Regions from separate parts of the Triticum aestivum genome. Here region 1 is linked to region 2. A link is a contact called in public Hi-C data. All regions are on one chromosome and are shown on one strand. The core of a region is the stretch at or near the end of the contact, and the rest is flanking DNA. Distances in the headings are between cores, read along the strand shown. Region 1 holds the start of LOC123165759 (caffeoyl-CoA O-methyltransferase 1). Region 2 holds the start of LOC123169790 (putative receptor protein kinase ZmPK1).

Region 1 (6,065 bases), core at 1,315-3,814, 470 kb after region 2:
TCAAATGCTTGGTTAACATTTTTAAATGCAAGATTAATAGTTTCTACAACGTTTTTTACATTTTCTCTATATGCATTTAACATTGTCCAAATGATTGATTAACATTTTTCAAATACAAAATTAATTTTTTAATACATGCTCAACATTTTTTTATACCCATTTAACATTTTTCAAATGCTTGATTAACATTTTCAAATACTTGTTCAACATTTTTTCAAATGCTTGATTAATATTTTTCAAACACATGACCAATAGAGTTAATCATTTTTTAATACATGGTCAACAAATTTCTATACATATTTATCATTTTTAAATGCTTGATTAATACTTTTGAAATACTTGTTTAACATTAACATTTTTATAATATATGGTCAAAATTTTGCTATACACATTTAACATTTTCAAATGCTTGATCTACATTTTGAAAATAATTATTTAACATTTTTTCAAATGCTTGGATTAACTTTTTAAAATACATTTGTCGTATACATGAGAAACATATTCTCTATGCACATTTAACATTGTTCAAATGTTTTATGTAAATTTTTTTATAATATATTTATTTAGAATATTTGAAAGCATAAATGAAATTTAATAAATAAGTAAAAACAAAAACATGAAAAAAAACAGAAAAAACATGGGTGTGAGGAAAAACCTAATTGGGCTAGCCCATTCTGGGAACGCAAGACGTCACAAACCGTTGTCTCGCTCTAAGTGAGACATATCACCTCTTCCTTGTTGCTTCTTCTAGAGTCCAGCACCTCGAGCAATTTATACGTATAAAGAACATCCCAACTGGGATAAGGGCACCTCCAACGCTGACGCTTAAACCGCTCGCGTCTGTCTGGACCGAACGGCCCGGCCTTCCTGATGGAGCTGGGTTAGCGATGACGTTCTTCTCCCATGCGCGTTTGGTGGTGGGGCTTTTGCAGGTTGGCGTGATAGTCCTCGGCATTTGCGATGGCGGTGGCGGAGCGAGCCGTGGGGAGCCAACGGAGGTGGATGCTTGGCGGGCAGAGGTGTTGGTTGCCATGGGGCTCCCACATGTGGATCTAGAGTGGTCATGTCTGACGGGGCGATGCTCCCCCACCCGGCAGCGCCGGCTGGCAGCCAGCTGGCGGCATGTGCTGACTTCCCGTGAAGGGGTTGGACTTGGTCCTCATGTCGGAGGTTGGTTGCTCCCCGCGCAGGCTCTAGTCCCACTCTGCCCATGTTGAGACGGTGTTTTGTTGTTTGGTTGGGGTGACGGCCGCGTGTTATGACGGTGGTGACGAGTTCGCCTGAGGACGTCACGGTGGCGACCCCGGATGGTGGGCTCGGTTGCTTTTCCGGCAGGCTCCATGGTGGCGGTGGTGGCTGCACCTCTTGGTGATATGAGCGACAAGGGGTGAAGTAGTGGGAGGTTCTAGCTTTCTCCCACAGTGCCCAGATCTGGTGTAAGTGGCCCTCATTGCGGTGATGGTACAAGTGAGTGTTCGAGCGAAAGCTTCGTGCTTGGAGCCGGCGATGGTGGCGCCATGGGTGTCGTTCTCTTCATGAAGACGTTGTCGTGGATCTCGACCTTGTGTTAGGCCTCCGGGTGAAAACCATTGTCTTCTTGCTCAAACTTGGCAATGGCACCCTCCCGAGGCGTTGATGTGGAGCCCACGCCTCGTCGATCGAGCCTCGAGGAGGTGTTAGGCTAGTTCTAGGCTTTATGTTTGGATCTTTTGATCTACTTTTGTGACGGCTTCCCAGTCACATTGTATCGTTCGATCGTGTGGTTTGATGTGTTCTTTATATATAAGGCGGGGCAAAAACCTGCACGTATAGGGACGTCGTGAATTAACATGGTGTGTCGTGTGCTGGTTTTGTTGCATGGATCGTAAGACGATGGGAGCAGTAGGAGAAGGGGGAGTAGCCATCACCACTCCGACCACAACGATGGCAGACTGCTCTTTAACAGCATAGATATAGCAAGCCACAATGTCATTTTATAAAAAAATGTTCAAAGTGTATGGTAGTACTCATAAACACATTAGTCACTTGACTATTTTGGCTTTAATCAACGAAAACTAACAAAGAGACACTAGATGCAGTTGAGATGAGAATCTTAAGTAAGATATACAATATCGTTTCTCCATTTCCGTGCGTTACAATCACATGTGTGCGCGCACACATACCGTCATCATTTTACTTTATTCTAGTATCTATCCACTGCTATCCTAGTAGTACTACCTTGAGGACCCCTGCAAGTCAAAAAGTCCCTGACTGTATACAAACGGAGCTCATGATACCACGACTCCACGAGTAGTCAGTCACCAAATCTACCGATTAGCACTAGAAAGAAGACTGACGAGCACTCCGGCGAGCGTCAGTGTTTTCCACTCGAGAAAGCGACGACGGCTGAATGATGCACGCGAAAGGCAGCAATGGTTGGTAGGTAACCCGAGCCGAGCTCCCGCCGCACCGTCGACGACCAACACGCCACCCGTCTCTCTCCCACCAACCCCTCCCCCTCCGCCTCCGCCTCCGCCTCCAACTCGCCGTCGTCCGTCCACGCCGCGGCTACCGCCAGTGCCCGTGCACCACCCACCCCGACCCAGCGAGGCCTGGCTCGCTCGGTCTCCGCCCCGCACCAGTCTCCTCACCAACCCAACCAGCACCGTGTTTCCACCGACCGCTCCGTGCGTCGCGTGTTGTCGCCGACGCCCGGGCCCGGACCACCACCTGTTGACTGTTCCACCTCCTCCTCCCTTCCTTCCTTCCTTCCTTCCTGCCTCCTCCCCTCTCGCCATCGGCCGCCCCTCCCCCTCCTGCTGCCGCGCGCGGGCCAGCGCTCCTATATAAGCCACGCGTTGAGTCTCTTCCCGGCAAGCTCGTCAATCCAATCACCCAGCCAACCACCTCTCCCCTCCCCTGCAAGCTCAGCCCAGATCTCGTCTCCTTCCTTCCTCGAACCAAGCATCACCAATGGCGACCACGGCAGCCGACGCCACGGCCGCGGCGCCCAAGGAGCAGCCCGCCAGCACCGGCGGCGAGCAGGTCACGCGTCACTCCGAGGTCGGCCACAAGAGCCTGCTCCAGAGCGACGCCCTCTACCAGGTAGTACTTAGTTATACTACTGCACAAAAAAAATCGCTTCTTCCGCTCCATCCGTCTCCGGCGAGCCGGCCAGATCTCGCGGTTTCTGATGTGGTTTGGTCTGATTGTTCCTGCGCAGTACATCCTGGAGACGAGCGTGTACCCGCGCGAGCACGAGTGCATGAAGGAGCTCCGCGAGATCACCGCCAACCACCCATGGTACGGAGTTCTTCCTCATCCGTGTTCGTCTCGGCCCGGCCGGATCTGGCGAGACATATTCTGATCTGGATCTCGTCTGTGCGCAGGAACCTGATGACGACGTCGGCGGACGAGGGCCAGTTCCTCAACATGCTGCTCAAGCTCATCGGCGCCAAGAAGACCATGGAGATCGGCGTCTACACCGGCTACTCCCTCCTCGCCACCGCGCTCGCCATCCCTGAAGACGGCACCGTAAGCTCCTAACTTCTCCACTCCAGATCTACCACTCCCAATTTACCAAGAAACTGAAGAAAAATGAAAATGAAACGGAAATGCAGATCTTGGCCATGGACATCAACCGCGAGAACTACGAGCTGGGGCTGCCGTGCATCGAGAAGGCCGGCGTGGCGCACAAGATCGACTTCCGCGAGGGCCCGGCGCTCCCGGTGCTGGACGCGCTGCTGGAGGACGAGGCCAACCACGGCACCTTCGACTTCGTCTTCGTGGACGCCGACAAGGACAACTACCTCAACTACCACGAGCGCCTCATGAAGCTCGTCAAGGTCGGCGGCCTCCTCGGCTACGACAACACCCTCTGGAACGGCTCCGTCGTGCTCCCCGCCGACGCCCCCATGCGCAAGTACATCCGCTACTACCGCGACTTCGTCCTCGACCTCAACAAGGCCCTCGCCGCCGACCAGCGCGTCGAGATCTGCCAGCTCCCCGTCGGCGACGGCATCACCCTCTGCCGCCGCGCCAAGTGAACGGACACGGAGCACCCGTCTCCGCGCTCCGCCGTAGATGCCAAGAACAAGAATTAATTAATTTCCCCCATTTTGTCTTTCTTGCTCGCCTTCCGTACTCTATATCTATCTTCTGCAATTCGTATAAAGATTTCTCCAGACAAATGATCAAATAGTATTACTCCTATAAAAAAGGCTTCTTGTTGTTTGCTTGCGACAATGGCTGCCGCCGCCGCGGCCGCCGGCGCAGGTGATGATCCAATTGTGCAAATCGGAGTGTTCCATTTCGTTCTCCTGCCTGTTTGGAGGAAAAACATGTCTAGATGCGGCGCCTTCGTTGAATCTGTTGAATGAATCATGGCAGGGCACAATAAATTTGACCGAATTTTACTCCTTTGGTTGAAGATTTCCATCTTCTGACGGGGATGCACAGGGGTTCGAGGACGGTTCGTCGACGGCGACAGCCTTGTGTTGTTGCGCAGATATTTGCTGACATTTGTTTTTCTACAAGTAGGTGACTGACTGGCAGCATGTGGTCGTCTACAAGTCGATCGATCGCTGAATGACAAAGGCTTCCACATATGTCAAAGTCTGGAGTAAGGGTAGGTTGGAAGGAGAAGTTTCCTCCAATGGAAGAGTCAAGGTTTGTTCGGTTCTTGGGCTGTCATGTGAGGAGTTTATGACTTGTTTGGCTGAATGGCTGATGTTACATCACATGGTCACCTAAACTATTGCTTTGGTTTCGCTTAAAATAAGTTCAGATCTAACAACATGTAGCAGTACAGTACATGTTATGGTACGTGTGCTTGGATTGAAGTGTACTGAGCCATAGTGTTCTTTAACATGGAGTAGTATACTACTGGACTGGAAAAGGGTGTTGGTGAAACCCATTATTTTAGGCTCCCGTACGATAATCCCATTCTCTGAGATCAACTTGTGCCTATTTACAATTTGCTTCACCAACTTTTAGTTAACACACTCAGATGTACTCCCTCCGTCCCATAGTATAAAAGCGCTTTTATACTACACTAGTGTCAAAAACGCTCTTATATTATGTGACAGAGGAAGTAACAACAAATACATACTCCCTTATATCACTCCGTCTGAAAATACTTGTCAGAGAAATATCATCAATGTATAGGCGCTACAGTGTCCAACGGATGGAGTACTGTATTTCCGACCAGTATAAAGCGTCCTTTGCTCCTAGGCTTGTCTGAGGAAGATCCATTAATGCTTTGAGCTGAAAAAGTCGAGGTTTGTTCGGTTGTTGAGCTGTTCACGTGAAGAGTTGAGACTTGCTGGCTGCTGTCATATCACTTGGTTACCTCGATTATTGCTTTGACTTTAGTTAACACGATCAGATGCAGCATCAGGTACCATGGTATCATGTGATATCTTTCCCCTGTGATACCATGTTTTACATGATACCATGTCACAAAATTCAAATCTACATGTTACAAAAATTCTGATTTTTTTTATAAATGTTCACAAGACAGATGTCTACTATCCCTAAAAAAAATCAGATTCAAATTCAAAATACACATTGAGAAATGAAAAGACAAATCCAGCATGAATACTGTCACAAAGAGACAAATGCAAACATGACACTGTTCACCTGTGGATTTGTTATTTCGATTTTCAATCTGAATTTTTTAGGGATTGTAGACATAGGTCTTGTGAACATTCACAATGTTTTCAGATTTTTTTTGACACGTCGTAATTTAAGTTTTGAAACATGATACCATGGTATCATGTAACGTTTGGTATCATGTGATATCTTCGCCGTGTACCTGTGTATTGAAGTGTACTGAACAAGTGTTTTTTCTTTCAAAGGAACAAGAGTGTTCTTCAACATGTACTAATGGACAAGAGTTGTCAGGAACTTGTCTGAAATATCTGAAGATTGTTTGACACTTCTATTGTTGCCGCGTCTTCGATGAGGTGGTTGGCATGCATGTCGCATCCGGACGGCTCTGCAAGCAAGATACAGGTTCGCTCAACTGTTCTTGCTCTCAGCCATTGATCAAGGATCGGACATCTCTCAGACTGTCGTGCATCGCT
Region 2 (6,043 bases), core at 1,715-4,214:
AGATTTGATACATTTCTGTTTGCTATCAATCTAGATCACTAGGATTGCATATTTCTTCAAATAACTGAAAGTAGATGTGTTTTGTTATATGGACCTAAGCATCCAAACAGAAAGACAGAATGAAATACATAGTACTCCTAGTTACTGGATAGTACTCCATCTTAAGAAACTAGTTATTGGTACAAATCCGGAGAGTCTCTAGATATGGCAGGGAAAGGCTTGCAGCAATTTTTCTGCAACATCACAGAATATTGAGGAACGGAGGGAGTAGTTCGTACTCCCTCTTAAGAAACTAGGTATTGACACAAATCTGGAGAGCCGCTACATATGGCAGCGATAAGGCTTGCAGCAACTTTTCTGCGACACCACATAATGTTATTCTTATATCAGCTAGATGTAACAATAGTAATACAATACTGAATATTACTCCACAAGTGAAAGCAAAGTTTCGACCACGTGGCTCATGCTTGGTCTTCTGCTCCTGTCCTCTTGTACACATGATATTGCTATCTTAAGCATTACTGTAGCTTCTGACTGGTTGAATTCTCCATCCAGTCTGTGGTCGACAAACTCCAGAAGCCATGACTGGTCTTCGCCTGCTAGTTTTTCTTTAAGGATTTCAATAGAGCATATACCAGCCATTTCAACCTCCTCCTCGCCCTCAGCCACCCATCTGGAAAGACGAACCCCCTTCACTAACTCAAGAAGCACTACGCCGTAGCTGTAAACATCGGCCTTCCCATTGATTGGAAGATTTAGAGCCCATTCTGGTGCAATGTAGCCTCTAGTCCCATGCACTTTTGACAACATTTCTGCGCTTGATCCTCGCTGTTGTAGCTTCATCAGTCCAAAATCTGCAATCTTGGGCTGAAAGTCTCTATCTAACAATATGTTCTCTGGTTTGACATCACAGTGGACAATCCATTCAAGACACTCATGATGGAGATAGGCCAGTCCTTTTGCCACCCCAAGTGCAATATTGTACCTTTGGCCCCATTGGAGCACAGGAGAATTACTCTGGTGATCAAAAAGAACTGCGGCCAAGGAACCATTCTCGATGAACTCTGAAACCAAGAGCTTGTGCGTCTTCTCGACACAAAACCCCCAAATTCTGACGAGATTCATATGATAAATTCTGCCTATGACACTTATCTCAGACCTGAACTCCTGCTCTCCTTGGATCACATCGTTTAGCTTCTTCACTGCGACCTTCCTTGCATCATCGAGGACTCCCTTGTAAACTGCTCCTGATCCACCGCTTCCTAGCTCTTCTTGGAAGCAACTGGTTGCCTTCTGTAACTCCCTGTAGCTAAATATTCGGAACTGGCTGGAAATTATCGTGTAACCTTCATCTATAATCTCTGGTCTTCCCTCCCATTTGTGAACAACCCAACACCCGGCGATGATTAATATCACTTCAATGAAAAGCAGTGTTAATGCAGAAGAAAGGAAGTAGCCAAACTTGAAGTTAGAAGAGCCATCCTGGAACAATAGCGATGTACTGTTGGCCTCCTTTTGATGAACTTTGCATTCATGGGTTACGGTAGAAGCCAATTCTGAGGAAGACAGCGCTCCCCTGGGAACTTTCAGATAAATGTCAGTGTGAGGGTTCGGAAAGTTCTTGCCGTTAAAAAGATAGACCTTTGTGAAACATTTGCCTTCTCCCTGACGGTAACCAAAGGCTTGGCAATTAGCATTGTCCAAGCACAAATCTTTGCAGTTCCGAATTGTCACCCGCTCCCAGTAGAGCAAGTCATACCCAATGAAATCAGCTCCCGCGACCTTTCTGAATGAGAAATCCTGGGTGGCCCTGAGGTTTGCCTTGCGCCTGCACCCTTTGCTCCAGTCGCTTGCATCGACCACCTCAAAGCCTCTGAGGCAAGAGCACTGGAGCTTGGGTATGTACTTGCAGAGGCTGTTTTTGCCGCAGAGTCCATGAATATTGCAGACTCCGCGGAATACCATCCAAGAGACCGACCAGCCGCCGGTGGTCGCGTTCAGGCTGTACAGCCTGAGATTGCCATCGTAATCCAGAGTCAACCTCCTCATGACCTTATCACCAAGATCAGAAGCTGCGAATTTGAAGTTGTCGCTCGCGGCGAACCGGCCTGTCTGCTCAAGAACTCCATACTGGCTACTGTTGTAGGTAGTCCTGTGATTCACAAGCGGGGTGGTGAAAGGGTCAGGCCAGTACACGCTACTGACCTCAGGGCCGTTGTAGATGAGCTTGAGCTGGTTGTCATTGTCAAAGTAGAATGCATACAACCCTGATGAGAGCAAACCCCTGGCAGACGCAGACACCAGCTTTGTGTGCCGGGTCATCGGCTGCGACGGCAGAAGCGTGTCGGTGGGTGAGTCGAAGCTCCCCCAGAGGCGCCGGCCGTTTGGATCGACGACGACAAGGTCGCCGCTGTCGAGGAGCTCCACGCGGCTGGCACGGGTCGCGCTTGTGTTGGTGCTCCAGACGGCCGCGCCATTGTAGTCGAGCAGGGCCAGGGCCCCGTCCTTCCGGAAGGCGAGCCTGGACCCCCTGCCGTTCACCGGCGCGTCGCGGTTGACCGTCCACGCGACGGTCTTGGCCGATGAGGAGCGGAACCAGATGGAGAAGGTGTAGGCGTTGGTGGCCACCCTGTAGAAGCCGCAGGCGAAGGCGCCATTGGGCGACGCCAGGATGGTGGTGGTGGTGGCCTTGGTGCCATCCTCGATGGACACCGAGGAGCCTCTGGCGAGGTAGCTGCCGCCATTGGTGTGATCCTTTGCAAGAGCGACGGGGATCAGCAGGAGGAGGAGTGAGATGGATGTGGTGAAGGCCACAGCAGTCGTCATCTGGTTTCTGCTGATGCGTTCAGTGCTACAGCCTACAGCCATGTATATATCACACACATGAGTGTTGAAAAAAAGAGTACGCTCACGTGCCAAGTTGCCGAGTTACTGTAGTAGCATGTACTAGTCGCATGCTACGGACCTGGACGGCAAGTCCTTTTAGTCCGTACAGAAAATGGATCCCGGATATTACCAGATGGAGTATAATAATGAGCGATGAAGATAAAGGTAGGGAGCGATGGTTCCAGCCTTCCAGGTTCAGTATGGAGCAAAGAGCCGACAAGGACGCATAATTTCAGGTTGACCGAGATCTGTCTTGATGAGAGAGGAAAACACGTGCTTCATCAGCTTAGAAGATAGAGGTGATTGCCGTGATGGTCGCCCTGTGATGATATGGTGTGCAGGGTTTTACGCTAGAACCGAGTAGCATAGCATTCTCTTGTGAGGAAAGGTAGGGAACGCGATGGTTCCAGGTATTGAGCAAGAGCCGGCAAGGTTGACCGTGGCTTGTCTCGAGTGAGAGAGAAGCCACGTGCTCAGCTTCATCAGCCTGACGGCTCTGTTTTCTTCCCATTCCTGGTCGTAGGTGAGTGATACCGTGATGGTCCTGTGATCAGTAAGGTGTGCAGAATTTTATACTACCAGAACCGAGCGGCAGCATTCCTCTTGTGCTTCCGTGGAAAACCCGGTGTCCCAACTTGACAGGAGCGTGGCTTCGGTGCTTGTGTTGTGTGTTATCAGCTTTCAGTAATGAAAGGAAATTTAGCCGGAGAAATGCTGTGATCTGGCAAGAAAGAAAGAAAGTCTTATCTGTAATCGTTGCGCTTGCGCTGACCAGTCTCCTTTGGTGCAGATGTGGTTGCTTCTTCCAATGGCCGCTGGATCAAGTTAAACGATCACGGACGAGTGGACGAGCTCCACTCTGATTTAAGTCAGCGAAGCATCCAAAGATGAGGACTTGTTCCATTCTGATTACCCCCGGGCTGTTGCGGTGTTGGACGTTTTGTACCTGAATGAAGTACCTTGTTTGACGCTGGTGTTCACAGTGCTTCCTGTTGGCTTTGTAAAAACTGTGCTGTATATAAACAAGAAATGGCAAAAGGAGAGAGAGCCACCTAGAGCTGAACAAGAACGATCCTCTGCAGGCATGGGATCAGTCAGACTGATCTGAGCCGTTAATCACGCTCTGGCCCACAGGTCAGATGTGCTTGCCTCCTTATATTAGTCAAGGATGCAGCGGTACGATCCTATAGAACACATCCTGTTCAAGTAAGGTCATGCGTCAAAGCAGTGGAAAACCCCTTTTAAGCTGCCGAGGTGGTACTAATGTAAACGCCTCCCTACTCTGCCTACTGCATTGTGCTTGGGCGCTGAGCATGTAACGGACCGGCCCAATATGCTATGGTGAATGGTCTGGAGTCCTGCCCCCGCTGGCCCGCTAAAATCAAACGCCGAGGCTGAAGACCCAGTAATTCCCTATTGGACGATCGTTGCGGCATAATGTCAAGCCGGATCGAGTGCACTGGACCGGCCCAATTGCGTGATTTGTTACGTTCAGTTTTAGGAACCGTCTAGCAGGTTCTTGTCTGGTTTTATCAGTTTTGGGAACCTTGCAGAAGGTTCTCTGAAACCGGATTTTTATTGTTTCTTTTTTCTATTTCTTTTTATTCTTATTTTGAATTTTTTGTTTTTGTTTTTTGTTTTTCTTTTATTTTTCATTTTCCCTTTTCTGTTTCTCCTTTTATTTTCTTTCCCTTTTTATTCTCTTTTTCAACAAATGCTCAGAAATTTTAAAATGTCGCCGTTTAAATTTTTTGTTACAAATTCTGAAAATTTTGGGGAATTTTAAAAAATCCCATTTTCAAATTTTGTTTGCAATTTTTTAAAATGTTCATGTTTTGAATTTTTTTCACAAATTAAAAAAATGTTCTCCAACTTCCAAAAATGTTCCGACTTTCCAGTTTTGTTCACGAATTTGAAAGTTCTTCATGTTTCAAAATTCATTCTGAAACTCAAAAAAAGGTCTGGGAATTTAAAAAATGTTCGCTTTTTTATTTTTTGTTCACGAATCTAAAAAATGTTCTGGAATTCAAATAATATTTCAGCTTTCTGAATTTCTTCACAAATTTAAAAAAATGTTCAAGTTTACCCATTTTGTTCGCAAATACAAAAAGTGTTCACGATTTGGATTGTTTTTTATTTTCAAAAAATGTTTGTGTTTTCAAGTATTTTCCTGTTTTTCAAAAAATGTTCATGTTTCTAAAAAATGTTCTTAAATTCAAAAAGTGTTTATTTATTCAATTTTGTTCCTCTTTCTTCAATACATGTTGTGTTGCAGAAAATATTTATTTTTTCCAAAAACAATCAAGTTCAAAATTTCAAAATAAGTTGAAATCTATCGCGGCTGATAGTTCATATAAACTCAGATGCCATCTTAGACAATTAGTTGTAGGTGGTATAGTGCCTAGCGATGTAGTAAGTTGTTGCAAGGTCCTGGGTTCAATCCCTTCCAGGCACTTAATTTTTTTTTGGATTTATCACATGTGTTCGGTCGTAGTTCACTCTAAGCTGGGCCGGCCCAATCGGGCGAACCCCCTGTGTGGCGCGTGTCTGTTGGGCAACACGCATCACATAGGAGGTCCCGCTGAATAGGGTGCCCGCCGCACCAGGGTGTGCAAAACCAAAAAACAAACCGAACCAAAACTTCGGTTTTTTTCGGTTAGAAACTGAAAATCATATTGTTAAACCAAATTTACGGAAATTGAGGGTTTTTTGGATTCAAAAGTGTAATTGGCTGGTATAGTACATTACTTTCTAGACCATTTAGTGCTTCATAGGGATAAAAAAACTCAAAGCTCGCGAGCTAAACGAGTAGCTCGTGACTCGGCTCAAATCGACTCGAACTCGAAGAATAACGAGTCGAGCCAAGCTTTATTTTAAAATTGTTTATAGACCAAGTTAAACGAGCCGAGTTCACGAGTACTCGTATAACTCGTTAGGCTCGGTATAAAAATTAGACACCCAACCCCACCTTGCATCCCAGGCCAGTCCTATAGGCACAACACAGGGCCCATCCGCATAACACTAGGCCAAACCGCCCAAGAGACACAAGCCATGATTCCTCTCCTTCCATCCCTAGTGAAATAGCGAGAGATTAGTGTGTCAATTCCCCTCCTGTCTCCTCTGTTTCTGAATCGTGAGTTCACGATGCTGGCAGTGC

The links. Hi-C and Micro-C count contacts between places; a contact is called where the count stands out from the background.
Region 1: a contact with region 2 is called in a Hi-C map of leaf, with 4 times the contacts expected there. The contact joins the promoter of LOC123165759 here to the promoter of LOC123169790 in region 2. A contact is called at or near these places in 2 of 5 Hi-C or Micro-C datasets (both in leaf).

The regions. Positions count from the first base shown.
Region 1 is chr7D:80,486,253-80,492,317 of IWGSC CS RefSeq v2.1, forward strand. It overlaps LOC123165759 (caffeoyl-CoA O-methyltransferase 1), which reads left to right and starts at 2,565. Exons shown (of 4, transcript XM_044583479.1): 1 at 2,565-3,084; 2 at 3,203-3,282; 3 at 3,369-3,513; 4 at 3,600-4,177. The coding sequence starts at 2,953. The coding sequence ends at 4,025.
Region 2 is chr7D:80,012,544-80,018,586 of IWGSC CS RefSeq v2.1, forward strand. LOC123169790 (putative receptor protein kinase ZmPK1) reads right to left here and starts at 2,965. Exons shown (of 1, transcript XM_044587666.1): 1 at 85-2,965. The coding sequence starts at 2,868. The coding sequence ends at 424. LOC123169791 (a long non-coding RNA gene) reads left to right here. Exons shown (of 2, transcript XR_006484953.1): 2 at 3,677-3,949. It also overlaps the pseudogene LOC123171820.